Linked DNA regions of Mus musculus: regions 1, 2, 3 and 5 are each linked to region 4. A link is a contact called in public HiChIP or PLAC-seq, capture Hi-C and promoter capture Hi-C data. All regions are on one chromosome and are shown on one strand. The core of a region is the stretch at or near the end of the contact, and the rest is flanking DNA. Distances in the headings are between cores, read along the strand shown. Region 1 overlaps Kazn (kazrin, periplakin interacting protein). Region 2 holds the start of Aadacl3 (arylacetamide deacetylase like 3). Region 3 holds the start of Fhad1os1 (forkhead-associated (FHA) phosphopeptide binding domain 1, opposite strand 1). Region 4 holds the start of Lrrc38 (leucine rich repeat containing 38). Region 5 holds the start of Pramel13 (PRAME like 13).

What was found. Promoter capture Hi-C pulls out the DNA fragments that hold promoters and counts their contacts. HiChIP or PLAC-seq counts read pairs in DNA pulled down with a chosen protein or histone mark. Capture Hi-C pulls out chosen DNA fragments and counts their contacts.
Region 1: an H3K27ac HiChIP or PLAC-seq map of extraembryonic endoderm stem cells shows a contact between it and region 4, with 6 times the contacts expected there. The contact joins the enhancer-like site here to the promoter of Lrrc38 in region 4. A contact is called at or near these places in 7 of 39 promoter capture datasets (the 3T3-L1 cell line, the C10 cell line, hippocampal neurons and 2 more) and 3 of 115 datasets of contacts at active chromatin or transcription factors (embryonic stem cells and extraembryonic endoderm stem cells).
Region 2: a contact with region 4 is called in a capture Hi-C map of embryonic stem cells, with 3 times the contacts expected there. The contact joins the promoter of Aadacl3 here to the promoter of Lrrc38 in region 4. A contact is called at or near these places in 5 of 39 promoter capture datasets (embryonic stem cells, hippocampal neurons, liver and 2 more) and 1 of 9 other capture datasets (embryonic stem cells).
Region 3: a promoter capture Hi-C map of stem cell-derived epiblast-like cells shows a contact between it and region 4, with 10 times the contacts expected there. The contact joins the promoter of Fhad1os1 here to the promoter of Lrrc38 in region 4. A contact is called at or near these places in 6 of 39 promoter capture datasets (the 3T3-L1 cell line, 3T3-L1-derived adipocytes, cranial neural crest and 2 more).
Region 5: a contact with region 4 is called in an H3K27ac HiChIP or PLAC-seq map of embryonic stem cells, with 4 times the contacts expected there. The contact joins the promoter of Pramel13 here to the promoter of Lrrc38 in region 4. A contact is called at or near these places in 7 of 39 promoter capture datasets (the C10 cell line, cranial neural crest, embryonic stem cells and 3 more) and 3 of 115 datasets of contacts at active chromatin or transcription factors (all in embryonic stem cells).

Annotation. Positions count from the first base shown.
Region 1 is chr4:142,172,953-142,175,766 of GRCm38.p6, reverse strand. All of the region lies in intron 5 of Kazn (kazrin, periplakin interacting protein), which reads left to right. Among named protein-coding and RNA genes, the nearest start is that of Kazn, 41 kb to the left of the region's middle. Within about 2 kb of position 1,411, at least 40 of the 459 cell types and tissues checked have an H3K27ac peak or open chromatin away from gene starts, as enhancers often do. A contact at or near this core is called in extraembryonic endoderm stem cells, where this site is marked.
Region 2 is chr4:144,462,494-144,465,193 of GRCm38.p6, reverse strand. Aadacl3 (arylacetamide deacetylase like 3) reads left to right here and starts at 1,438. Exons shown (of 4, transcript NM_001085503.2): 1 at 1,438-1,635. The coding sequence starts at 1,465.
Region 3 is chr4:141,981,472-141,984,243 of GRCm38.p6, reverse strand. It overlaps Fhad1os1 (forkhead-associated (FHA) phosphopeptide binding domain 1, opposite strand 1), which reads right to left and starts at 1,252. Exons shown (of 4, transcript NR_040672.1): 1 at 1,204-1,252; 2 at 876-1,018. Fhad1 (forkhead-associated (FHA) phosphopeptide binding domain 1) reads left to right here. Exons shown (of 32, transcript NM_177868.4): 5 at 1,854-2,096.
Region 4 is chr4:143,348,336-143,351,035 of GRCm38.p6, reverse strand. It overlaps Lrrc38 (leucine rich repeat containing 38), which reads right to left and starts at 1,286. Exons shown (of 2, transcript NM_001162983.1): 1 at 225-1,286. The coding sequence starts at 867.
Region 5 is chr4:144,407,027-144,409,810 of GRCm38.p6, reverse strand. Pramel13 (PRAME like 13) reads left to right here and starts at 1,347. Exons shown (of 4, transcript NM_029948.2): 1 at 1,347-1,454.

The DNA.
Region 1 (2,814 bases), core at 162-2,661, 1.2 Mb after region 4:
TCCTGGGCAATGTGGAGGGGCCGTGTACACAGAGTAGACCAGACCAGCCTGGAGCCAACTGGGTCAGTCTACCGTGTGTCAGGCTCGGCCTTGTATGAGCCATGGGAACTTGTGCTGACCCCTTAGGCTGACTGGGCTTCAGTTACCTCCATGGACATAGTCAGGATGAGGCTCTTTACCAGGCTGGCAAGAGCTGTGAAGAGTGTCCCAGCAATGTAGCTCAATTGGTAAGGTACCTGTCTGGCATGCACAAAGCCCCCGGTTCTGTCCCTCGCACAACATACACTGAGCATGGAGCATGGTGGTCCACACCTCTGAGCTCAGAGTCCTGGGCCTTGCTGGGTGGCCCATGGCTCCATTAGACTTTGGAATTCAAATCCCACCTCCAACATTAATTGGTTGTGTGGCTTTGAGCTCGTTAGTTACGTCGTCCCCTGACTCCGTCTCCTCACTTGTACAGTGAGGACAGGAGGGATAGCTCAGTCAGGAAGGGACTTGCAAAGCAAGAACAAGGACCTGAGGTCAATCCTAGAATTAAAAAGTCAAGTGGAAGTGGAAGTGCTCATTATTGCAGTGTTGGGGAAATGGGGACAGGTGGGTCCCTGACCAGTCACAACCTGCATGGTCTACTTGGAAAGTTCTAGGCCTATAGAAGAAGACCCCGGGGATCCTGGGGAGTGACACCTGCTGGGTGTCCTTTAGCTTCTACATATATGCACCTCCACACATACCTGCACACATACAGGCAACTGCGTGCGCGCGCGCGCGCGCACACACACACACACACACACACACACACACACAGGTTGGCATAATAATAGAACTTCTACCTAGACCAGTTGCCAGTGCTAATTAGAATAGCTCATTCCAGGCTCTGGGCTGGGCATGGCCCCGGGTACCTGAGAGACCAGCCAGCTGCCTGCAGTACCATCATCCGTGGCCAGGATTCTGCTGGATGGGATTGGAGAACTGAATTTTCTCTGGTCTCTGCTAGAGGCCTCACAGCCTCAGAGAAGTTGAAGAGGGCGAATCCGCAGGCCCAGGCCCAGGCCCAGCGTGGGAAGGTACAGAGATTTGATGATCTGATCCTCATCTCAAAACATTGTCACCCAAGAGACAGATCACCTAGCAAGCTGTCCCGGGTAGGACTTGGAGTAAACATGCCGTTAATTGGCCCCACAGATTTGTTTTTTGCAGGTTTGGGGATGGGGTGGGTGGGTTGGTAGGGGACCAGGTCTCTAGGAATTGCAGCAGGCCACACGTGTATAGTACATCACAGGGCAGTGCCAGCAGCTAGCCGGTCTGTCCCACTTCGACTCCAACTCTCGACTTCTACTTTATCCTGAGCTACACATTAACCTGGAGATAATGGTTGCTGGGAAACAGCTACCCCAGTCTGTCTCCCTGGCATCTCAGACCCTCCAAGCAGCGCTGTGTTTAACCATTTGGCTGGACACTGGGGGAAACATATGCACCTTACTGGGGGAGACTGGAGGATCAAAGATAAGAACTCAAGGGCTGAGCTTCCAGCCCTTGTGCAATGAGCTGTGTTAACACCCACCCACTGGCCAGGCTCTTGAGGTCCTAATGAAACTTTTATGGCTATGAACCAAAAGCTAGGGCTGAACGACAGCTCAGAGGCCAAGGCTTGTCTGGCTTGTGAGAGGCCCCAGGTTCCTTCTCCTGCACACAACCTTACAACCAACAGCCATCAAGAAAATGCCAACCCTAAGAGCGTGTAAAACATGTTTACTCTCAGTATCTTGTTCAAACAAAGGAGGATTTCATGAGGCTGGGGGAGGGGTGGGTGGAGGAGGGAGGCCCTCTCTCCCTTCACAGGGGGTTCTGACCCAGGACTACCACTTTGCACAAGAACCTCTATAATGGAGTGGCTCAGGGTCCCTCAGCTCTGGGGATGGATGTGAGCCTCAAAGGCTGGGGCTGGGCAGGTCCTAATGGTGGCTCAGCTGTGTGCAGTGTTGGCCTTCTGTGGAGGAGAGCCGTCTTCTCCCTGTCTTTGTTTCCCTGGGTCTTTTCCACAGTGCTGTCTGCCCAGGGGTCAGAGTAACACTCAGTGGGTTGCACAGAGCATGAGATTAGCTCACTGGTCCTATTGTCCTTCACTCCCCAGATATTCACTGGCCACCCACTCTGTTCCCCACACTGTTCCAGAAGCCAAGGATCCAGCAAATGGCAAAACAGAGAGCCACAGAGTAATTAGAAATAGCCCTGGTGCCTGGTGCTAAAGAAGAAACTACAAGAGGGAAGGGTGGGCTATGCCAGGGTCGGCAACTTTAGAAACTTCCAGAAGAAACTGACACTGATAATCTAGTCAGTACCTTCTGGGGCCAAGCCCTGCTGGGAATTCGTCAGATACCTATGGGGCTTAGGGACGGCCTTGGAAAATCATGGAGAGGGATAGATAACCTGGAGCACTCAGGACCCAGGACCTGGAGCACGAGTGGGAGCCCTGCTGTATACTCTGGTATGGCTGTGCACACTAGGTCTCAAGGGACAGACACCAGCACCATCTGTCACTTGAGAGATTTTATGAGCTAATACTTGCAGAGTGCTTACAGCAGTGGCCAGCCCATGTGCAAGCCCAGGCATTGTCACTCCTGGACAGGAGCCATTATCCCCATTTATTGTTGAGTAAACCATTGCCTAGAAACCACAGAGTCTGGATTTGAACCCAGAACTGGCACTTCTGGTCCATCAGGTGATGCCTAAGCTAAGAACTCGACGCCTGCTGCCCAGTGCAGCTGTGCCCTATGAACGGGGCCCAGTTTGTAGATGGAACTGTCACTCACTATG
Region 2 (2,700 bases), core at 189-2,688, 1.1 Mb before region 4:
CTTCAAACAACTAGTCACATTACACTCACAGACACATAGGAATTCATGCATGCATACTTGACAGCTTACTTCCTTGTGCTCATCTTCATTTCACCATTCTTACATAGGTCAGGACCCCCTTGCTTAGGGAATGGTGATACCCACAGTGGCCTGGATCTTTTCACATCAACTAAATTAATTGAGACAACCCTGAACAGCTGTGGCCACAGGCCAACCTAGTGTGAGCAATCCCTAATGGAGACTTTCTTCTCAGTTGATTCTAAGTTGTGTTAATTTCACAATAAAGCCAAACACCACAAGGAGGCAGGATATGGGACACATGCCCACATTGGTATGATTATATAGGAACTTCTTGCTAGAAAAAGCTGTTAAAACTGCCTTAACCTCTCACCTGACCTAGAAAGCAAGCATACTCAAGTGTCTCTGTTTTACAATGGAGAAAAAAAGCTCTTTATCAATCCCTCAGTTTAGTGGACATTGGCATAACCCTGAGAGTGACCCAGACCCTGATTCAGCCTCTAGGCTTAAAGCCACAAAGTTCAGAGCTAGCTTTTAGAGATGAACTTTTTAGAGATGGCTTAATAGTTATGATCACTAGATGCTCAAGCAGAGGACATAGATTCAATTCCCAGCACCCACATGGTAGGTCACAACCATCTGTAACTTCATTCCAGTGGATCTGAAGACTTCTTCTGGTATCCCGTACATCAGAAAGGCATGACACACAGACATACAGGCAGGCAAGATACTCATACACATAAGATAAAAATAAATCAATACATCTTAAAAGAGCAACATAAACAATTCTATATTTAAAAAGTGTGTTCTACAGTCAAGAGACAGGCATCCTGGGTGACGATAAAAGCCACAGATGAGAAGTAAGCAGTATGATGGGACCGGGACATGGGTCTATTGGTAGTGGGTACTGCCATTTTAAATATCTAACTAGGCAGAAGATGACATTTGAACAGCTACAGGCAGAATAGGAAGAATTGAGTCCAGTTAAGGTCTGGTATTTGGTGGGAGGGGGTTGCATAGAAAAACAGCAAGCTCAAAGGCCCTGGGGCCTCCTCATCTAGTTGAGGAATAACGAGTGTGGCAAGACTAGAATTAGGGTGTGGGCAGTAAGATCAAAGGGCAAGTGTCTAGTGACTACAGTAACTTTTTGGCTTACCCAACGCCCTATCTATAGTAGTGATGCCAGGATTCAAATAGGAGCTTCTGAGATCTCCTTCCATCTGAATAAGGTTATAGAAACCACTTTCTCCTCAGTATGGGCCCTGGCCAGGAACAACACCCTCCCCTTGGATCTGTGACATCTTGACTGGGCGGGGACAGTGCTTACAGGAAGCAGGGAGGTGGAGAGGGAAGCTGGTAATGTATAAGACACTGCTGATCTGCTTCGTCTTCCATGGCCTGTGGCAGATACAGATGATACTTGGCCTTCTCTGAGGTAGAGGCATCATGGTGGTTCTGGCCCTGACACTCCTTGTAGGTTCAGTTGCTGTGTTCTCACTGGGCAGTCTGCTGTGGGTGGTCGGCAAACACTTCTGGACTGAACACATCCCTGAAGGCATCACTCACCCCTGGAGGCTTCGAATCCTCAGTTGCTTATTTCATCTGACAATGACATGGGTGAGTCTCTGCTTTGCTTGCCTCCTTTGCCTGAAGTTAGGACAAATAAAATACTAGATGCTACAATACTACGTACACACAGTTCAAAGAATGTTTGCTTTCTCCATATTTCCATTACTGTAACAAAATATCCAAGACAAATGGACTTACAAAGTGAGAAGGTTTATTTAGGATCATGGTTTTTGAGGTTGCAGCTTGTGATGTCAGCCTGATTATGTTGAGAGAGGGAGAGAGAGAGAGAGAGAGAGAGAGAGAGAGAGAGAGAGCATATGGCTGAGGAAAATTGCTCATGTCTCAAGGAACAAAAAATGAAGAAGAGCTGAGGTACCATAGTGCCTTTTTTAAAAAGTAATTTTATATTTATCATACAAGCAAATTGACTTCTCCACATATTTTATTGTGTGTATATCAATAGACTTTGATCTGTTTTGTTTTTTTGTTTGAGGGAGGCTGTGGTTTATTGTTTGGTTGGTTGGCTGGTTTTTTTGTTTTGTTTTGTTTTGTTTTGGAGGGGGGTGTTTGTTTGTTTGTTTGTTTGAAACAGGGTTTCCCTGTGGAGTCCTGGCTGACCTAGACCTCACTTTGTAGACCAGGCCTGCCTCTGCCTCTACTTCTGCCTCCAGAGTGCTGGGATTAAAGATGTATGCCACCACCTCCTGGCTTGGGATTTGGTTTTATACTCTACCTTCTTCTATCAACCTATGTCCTCAATGACCTCTCAGTAAGCCTTTTGTTCCAAAGACTCTACCACTTACAAATAGCCTTTTTCACAAGGGCCTCTGAGGTACAGAGAATATGCAAATCATGGTGCCCAGAGGAAAAAGCTAACCTTTGTTAGCCTTCAGTACTTTGCCAAAGGTAAGGATGCATTTTTGAGCTCCAGTGACTACAGATCTGCTAGCAAGAGTCAGGAAGCAACAAAATGAGAAGAACAAAAAGCATATTAGGAAATTAGCTCAGAACTACAGAATGCAACTTTTTAAAAACAGTAAAATTTACTTATGTTGTGTGTATAGGCATTTCTTCTGTATGCATGACTGTTCACCATGTGTGTGCAGTACCTGC
Region 3 (2,772 bases), core at 3-2,502, 1.4 Mb after region 4:
CAGAGCTCACTCTGTACTGTGACCTCTGCTAGCTTCCATCCATCCCCTGGAGCCACAGACTTGCTTGGTGGACAGTAGACATTGATACCACTCAGTGACAAAAGCCACAAAGTTTTTGTCACATTTGATCTACCGCTGTCGTCGTAACTCCTATTAAGGTGGGAACAAAGTGAAAACCGAATTGTTTTTGCTGTTTTGAACCTTTTATGCCCTGATTTCCCAAGCACCTTCAAGGACAAGTGGCAGTCAACAATGGGGGTGGAAAATGTTCATTAGCTAGTCTTATTGAAAGGCTGGCAAGCGGGGCTGAAGAGATGGCTCAGCAGTTAAAGGCACTGACTACTCTTCCAGCAACCATATGGTGGCGCACAGCCATCTGTAATGGGATCTGATGCCCTCTTCTGTTGTTTCTGAAGATAGCTACAGTATGCTTATAAACATAAAACAAGTAAATAGTTTTAAAAAAGAAAAAAGAAAGGCTATCAAGCCTCAGGCATGGTACATCCAGGATCTTCAGGGATGTCATTGGAATGTCCCCATTGCCTGTTCTACTCTTTGTTTTTCCTGCAGTTTGACAGTCCCCAGCAGGCTAGCTCCCTGTGCTGACCGGATGATTATGGTCAAGCTCTGTACTTAAAGTCCATGATACAAAGAGAGGGGGGAACCCCTGCCCCGACCCAAAATCCACACCAGAAACAACTGGTTGACCAGCCTGGGTCACAGGGACAGGAGCAGGAAGGACAGGAAGTGAGCTACTTGATTGACATCCACTCTTACCAAAGCCACCCGGAAGGAGCAGATGACATTCCCTTAAGGAGGGCATAGAGACCAGGGACAGCACCAGAGAGAACGAAAACCACGGCAGGACACTGTACCTGAAGGTTTGTTTACATCCAGTGCAGAGCCCAGCACACAGTAGGTGCCCAGTAGATCTCTGTGGCACAAAAAGATAATCAATTCTGTGCTGCTGAGTGTGGAGGCCCAGGGTGGCTCGCTGTGGATGAGGCTGGGTAAAATGCTGAAGATACAGAACAAAAGAAACAGAGTCTCCTGGAAGAGCTGTAACAGACATTCACAAGGACCCAGAGGTCCTTGGCAACGCCCGTGGGCTTCCTCGTGCCCGTGACACCATCTGTTTCCCCAGGCACACAGCTAGAATTCAGTTTTTCCCGTCTTTCCATCACTCTGAGAGGTTCAGGGTACCTGTTCCAGCTTTGGAGAAACAGAGACGTCTTGGTTCCCGTGTTTTCCTAGTGAGGAGGTACATTGGCTCCACCCGTGGGGAACTCCACCCACAGCTCCCCACCCCCCCACCCACCCGAGTGTTCACAAGCATTCAGTGTTCTGTTTCCTGATTCAACTCTGTTCGCTGAGTACATTTTCCCTGAGGCGGACAGAGGGAAACAGGGACTCCCAGAAGAAGAGAAAGAGAGAAATGACCTCTTCAGAATACATAAAAACTATTAAACTAATAATGTCCTCTTGATGGTCAGAGTGCATTCCCATGTATCCCAATCCATTTACCTGTGCTGGGTCTCCAACACCCTGAACATGGGCCTTGTAAGGGAGTGTGCAGAATGTCCTCTGACATTCCCAGGGGGCTGTGGTTTACCACATGAAAGTATTTTTTTTTCTGGGTAAAAAAAAGAGATTCTATTCCTGGGAGACTCCATTATAAGCATCTAGGTACGGATATGTGGTTCTAGCCCAACTCTCTTCTCTCCAGGCCCTCTGCCTGCCCTCTCCCCCTCACCTGCCTTTCCCTTAGTGACACCCAGTTCCTCCTAGATTGTAGAAACAGGCCCAGCTTGCCACCCACACCCATACCAAGCCTCCCTCTTGTCCCCACACAGGACGAGATCATTCTGCTCTTGGGGAGAGAGGTTAATCGGCTCTCTGACTTTGAAATGGAGTCCAAATATAAAGACGCTCTGATCATGAACCTGCAGGCTGAGGTGGCCGACCTGAGCCAAAGGTTGTCAGAGACAGCCGCTGTCGCCGCAGCCAGGCAGAGTAACAGGTGTGACCCGAAGCTCCAGGGCGTGGATGAAGGCGACGATCTCAGGCAGAAGGAGATTGAGAGCATGAAAAGCCAGGTAGGACTCTGGGACAAGCCCGTCAAAGCGTAGAAACACCACAGTCAGAGTGGAGCCCGAGCACAGATAGGAAGAGGGCATCTGGGACGTCACAGAGCATACGGACAGAAGGCCATCACAGGCCCTGTTTCCCAGTGCGGCATGTGTTGGGCCTTGGAGAATGTTCTTTAGATCTGTCACAGTCTTCTGACACCTCCCCCCCCACCCCGAGAGACTGTGGTGGTCCCTGGCTTCACCATGGGCAGTGTCATCAAATGTGTTCCCCACTTGGTCTCCATTTACCAGAAAGCTTCTATTCTCTGGAAACTAGATCCAAATTCCTGTTTTATAAAGATAGCAATTGGGCCGAGGAGATGGCTCAGCTCCTAAAGTACTTGCTCTGCAAGTGCAGGAACCTGAGTTCCATCCCTCCCTATGAAAACACAAGGCATGCAAAGTGGGTGGGGACTCACAAGGCCCCACCCCTGGATGAAGAGCCACAGGCAATCAGTGGCTGCTGTGGGCGGGACAATCAGTCTTTTCCAGGGGTGAACTCCTCCAGATATCTAATCCCAAGTCAGCCCTGAACATTCGTACCTGCCCTGCTGTGAGCAACTCTTAGTGTCAGCAGGGTGTGTTGTGTGTGTGTGTGTGTATGAGTGTGTGTGTATGGGTGTATGGGTGTATGTTTGTATGT
Region 4 (2,700 bases), core at 37-2,536:
AAAGAGAAACTTGAGAGAGTTCCGGGTGTGTTCTTTTAACACTCGTTGCCAACACATCTCAGACTTTCAGACAGCTGGTCTTATGGAGTTACACCACAGGGGTCCTCGTTCAGGGGACTTTCTGGTGAGCCCCAAAACGAGGCCTCACACATCCTGACCGTGCTGGATTCCTCCAGCGTTCCCTACCAGACCCAGCCTTGGCTTCCAGCCACCCTCTGGCTCACCTTTGGGCAATTTGGATGTGTTCTCCTGAATCCAGGAGAAGAGGTGAGCGAAGTCACAGTCACACAGCCAGGGGTTCCCGTCCAGGCGCACAGTGCGCAGTGCCGGCAGCGCATCCAAAGCCGCCACGTTGAGGCTGCGCAGGTTGTTGTCGTTGAGTTCCAGCACCTGCAAGGACTCCAGGCTCTCGAAGGCAGCCTCATGTACACCGGCCAGATGGTTGTTGGCCAGGCTCAGCTTGACCAGCCTCCCCGCCGAGCGGAAGGCGCCGGCCCCCAGCTGGGTGAGGTTGTTGTAGCTCAGGTCCAGAAAGGCCAGCTTGCCCGAGCCGCTGAACGTGCCCTCCTCCAGCGAGCGCAGCGAGTTGTTCCTGAAATCCAGATACACCAGATCTCCATGGAAGATGAAGAAGTCCTCGGGGATCTGCTGGATGCGGTTGCCGGCCACTAGCAGCTTGCGCACGTCCAGGGGGAAGGGATCGGGCACGCTGGGCAGCCCGCGATCGCGACAGTCCACGGTATGGGGGTCGGTGCAAGCACAGCCCGCGGGGCACGCGCGTCCCGGCCCGAGCAGCACCAAGAGGCTACCGAGCCCCAGCGCCGCAGCAGCGCCCGTGGGGTGGCGGGGGGCAACGCAGAGACTCATGGCCCGGGGGACTCCGGAGGACTCAGCTCGCAGCAAGGAGGACGCAGCGGGGCCCTGGCTCCGGGGCGCCGAGAGCCCCAGGGCAGCGGCGCAGGGCGGGGAGGCTGCGCCGGGGCGCGCGGGGGCGATGAGAGTGCGGCGGGGACAGAGCGACCCGGGGTGTCCGGGAGGCGGGGAGGGAGGAGGAAGATGAGAGGTGCTGGGCGCAGAATTTACCCGCACAGGAAACTGACCCTCTGGAACATTCAAAAGCACAGGTGGAGATCGTGGAGGGAGCCCAGAGCGACCCCACTCGGGCGGGGAAGTGGGACCTGTCGCACAGACCTGGCCAGCGGTGCTCAAGACTAAGTTCAGTGACGGATCCCTGGAGCGATTTCCATGGGGCGTGTCTGGGGCATGCGCCCAGAGCGCCACCCTCATCTCTGCCAAAGGGTCCCAGGTCACTCTAACTCGAAGTCCTGAACAAAGCCCGCAGGCTGTCAAGTCCCCGCCTGGGGCTGCGAAGTTGAGCTTTGGCTAGGCTCCAGGATGGTTGGGCTTCCCCTTCGACCCCCTCCTCCCACCTGCTTTTGCCCCACCTCCTGCAGGAGGAGGGTGTGAGCTAGGCGGGTGGCTGCCAAGGTCCCGCTGTGACTGGAAGGATAGCCAGGGCCAGTCAGCGTTTTCCATGCTGGTCCTGAGCTTGGAGATAGAACTGATTATCCTCCCAACACGAATCTTCTGTAGCTCTGAGCAAGGCCAAAGCAAGAGGTACTGGGGCAGTTTGGTGACCTGCAACCAGAGCCTCCAAGCGCCCCCTGAACTCCTGTGGAACCATCTGTGAAAAGGCAAGGGTGGGGACATCTCACCGCTCCCTTTGAGGACTGAAGAAGGCCAGAAGCTGTGTTTAGGAGTTACCAACCCTTCTTTCCCCATCAACCCTTCATTTTGATGGCCCAGGAAAGTGATCTGGTCAGAGAGATGCCAACGCTTAGAGCCCAGCTCCTCAGAGGTGAGGTTGGTCTTAGACAGTGATAGAATTCCTTCCCTGCCATTCCTCAAACCAACCCCGTATTCTACTCCTCTGCCGGGCTTTGAATGTTTGCTTTTTGGAAAAGCCCCTACACTGCTACAGGCAAATCGCCCTGCAGGTGGCTATTTTAATCCTAACACCCTGGAACCGAGAAGCTCAGCCCCTGGCCCAAAATAACCCACGGAACAGCTGTCAGTTACTGGCCCCCATTGACCCTGCCCCATCCCCTGGCACTGCTGGGGATTGGTGGAGCCAGCTATTCCGAAGCCTCAGAGCTAAGTCTGGGTATTTTTTTTCCCAGTTTGGAAGGGAGTTGGATGACCTCTTTTTCCAGTTTGGAAGCCAGTTGGTGCCTCTGAGCCAGGGATCAGGCAGTTGAGCCTTTGGGACAGAGCCAAAGGCCCAAGAACTTGCATGAGTTCCAGGAGGGGCTGGGTGTTGGGCCCCCTCAATCGCTCTTCCCTTGCACACACCCTGGCCACCAAGCTAGACCTACAGCCCCTGTCTTGTGTTCCGATTCTCACCAGGTCAACAGAATGTCTTGCAATTCCCAGTTTCCGGGGCTCTGCCTTTTGAAGAGGCAGTATAGGGTAAGAAAGGACTAGGGTGGGTGAAAGTACCTTAGCTACATTGATGTTGTTAAGGATGCAAGAAGGCAGCCAGAAAGAGCATGTGCCACCACTCTAAACTCTGCAAAAGCATCCTGAAAAGAATATTCTTGCTCTCTTTCAGCCTCAGGTTCTGTTCTGGGCTGGCAGAGCTGTAGGTTTAAATGTGTTCAGGTGTCTTCCTGTCAAGGGGTCTGGCTAGCTGCAGTCCTA
Region 5 (2,784 bases), core at 98-2,597, 1.1 Mb before region 4:
CAGGATCCCTAGGAAGGCAAAGCCTAACAGTGTGTGCTATAGGAACCCAGATCCTCAAGTTTCCCCCTCTTGTGTGGACATCTGCCTGTTCCAGGAATCCTCCCACCTGGGAGAGGGTTTTATCTAGGCAAATATCAGTCAAGTCGCCTCACCAGTGGACCCTCAGAACCTCCTCAATGCTTCCCCCAGGGCCATTCAAGCGCAAAACAGGTTCCCTCCACAGCAATTTAGTTCAGAGGTTGAGCACCAGGTGTAGGAGTTCTTGTGCTCGCCTATGAGCATCAGGGAAACCAGGAATGTTAAACAGCTAGGGCTGTCTCTTCAAAGTGAAAGAAGTATAACCAGTTTTCTGCCCAGAAGGCTAGAGTCCTAGGGGTGGTTAGCCATACCCTGATGATCTTTGCACTAGACCACACCAGACCCTCCCCCAGACCCTTACAATGATGTCACACATAGTCGATCTCCAATACTCATCTTTATGGATGATGTCAAAGGTACTTTAGAAAGAATTTCAATGCAGTCCTGCTTTTGTTTGTTTGGTTAATTTGCTTTTCAAGATAGGGTTTCTCTGTGTAGCCTTGGCTGTCCTGGAACTCACTTTGTAGACCAGGCTGGCTTCGAACTCAGAAATCCGCCTGCCTCTGCCTCCCAAGTGCTGGGATTAAAGGCGTGCACCACCACGCCCGGCGCAGCCTTGCTTTATTATTGTGCACACAGGATTGTGCTAATTATCACCAATTAGCTTCCCTCACCAAGAGCAACTGTGCTGTACTTAAATATACGTAAAATAAATAAACTAACAGGTGTCAAAGTTTGAACCGAGCCTTGTTGAACTAGACTTTCTTCTGGCCTCTCAAGGATCTTTGATCCGCACTCTGCTGGCACGGGTGTTTGCAGAGACCCCTCACACGTGAATTCAATTCTGTGTGAATCACTGTGTCAAGATGGCACACACCTGTGATTCCAGCATTTCTTTTTTTTTTTTTTTTTTTTTGATGAAAGCAGAATTAGAGGTGAATTAGAGGCCAAGTCTGGGCTGTAAGAGACCCTATCTCAAAACAAAATAAATATTAAAAAGTAAAACTTGTGTTGCTCCTGCAATAACCCACGACACCAGGACTTGAAGTTTGTCTGCTTCTGTTCCTTTCAACTGAGTGAGAGGCCTTAGTTTTCTTCAGAGGATAGTTACAATTAGACACTTTAAAACCTTGGCGTCTTTGAATTGACCCTTAAGTCTGGAAAGCCTTCGGGTTAGAAACAGAAGCAAACAGCCACGCACAGACCAGCCGCATTTTTACGGAATGAGGGAAGGAAGGGGGAAAGGGGAGGGGCTAGAAGGAGGAGGAGTCTTAGTCTGCCCTGGTCAGGGGAATTCAGTTCTTTGGCGGATATTCCTACGCCCACTTCAGTAGAAGATCTCTGGCCTCCGGAGTTCAGCGGAGACTTCATTGCAGGTATTTATGACCATCCACAGGCAGTCATGACTCTCCAGAGTTATACAGGTGTCATAGTAAACAGACCTTATGTCTCTAGCAGTTCAGGAACGGTCCGGAGTAGCTTAAGGATCGGTGTGCATCCTTAAAAATGGGTCACGAACCTCAAGCATGCTTCACAGAAGGCATTTACACAAACCTAAAGGATTGGTGTGAGCCAGGCACTTGCCCAACTCCTTTGGTTGGTTGTTTTTTGTTTGTTTGTTTTTGTTTTTGAGACAGGGTGTCACTATGTATCTCTGGTTGCCCAGAGATCGGCCTGCCTCTGCTGAGATTAATGGTGTGTATAACATTGCTCAGCACTTCCGGGCTTCTGGGTTTTTGTTGTTTGTTTACTTATTTACTTATTGAGACAAGTTCTCATTAAGTAGCCCTGGCTGTCCTGGAACTCATTGTTGACCAGGCTGGGAGTGACCTCAGAGATCCATATGCCGTTCTCACTAAGTGTCATGATTAAGGGTGTGTCACTTTCCTAACATGCATCTTCTTTCTGTCTTTCCTTTCTTCCTGCCGTTTGATACAGGATCACTCTTCTATGTAGTTCTGGTTGTCCTGGAACTTTATATATAGACCAGGCTGAGTTCAAACTCATAGAAATCCTCCTAGCCTCCTGAGTGCTGGAGTTAAAGTTGTTTCCACAACCAACTGGCATGGCTTCCTGTTGCAATCCATGCAGTCTGCATGAGGCTGGCATAACATAACGTTTGTTTTACATTTCTCTTTTTTTTTTAAACTATTTTTATTTTATGTATTGAGTGTTTTGCCAACATACGCCTATCTACCCTGTGAGTGCCTGGTGTTTGCAGAGGACAGAAAGGGGGCAGCAGAGCCTCTGGAACTGGTTCTAGCCAGTTTTTGTTTTGAGGCAGTTCTGACTATGTAACCATACTTGGCTCAAACTCAGCCTTTCCGAGACTGGAGTGCTAGAATTACCCTTGTAGCAACATGTAGCAACTTTAAAAAGAAGGAATGTGCTCTAAAATAAGGTGAAAGGAGCCCGGGAGGGGAGGTGGCTCAGTGTAGCACCTGCCTACATACACAAGCCCTGGGTTTCATACATCCTCTCCCCCTCCTTCTTCCCTCCCCCATCATCATAATTTTTAAGATAAGGTCTCTTGGGTTCCAGGCTGGCCTCAAATTCACCATGTAGCCAAGGGATGACCCGTCTCTACCTTCCAATTGCTAAAATTACACACATGGACCAAGATGCCTGTTTTTAGGACAGCCAGGCCTACACACAGAGAAACCCTGTCTCAAAACCAAAACACAAAATTATTATTAGTAGTAGTAT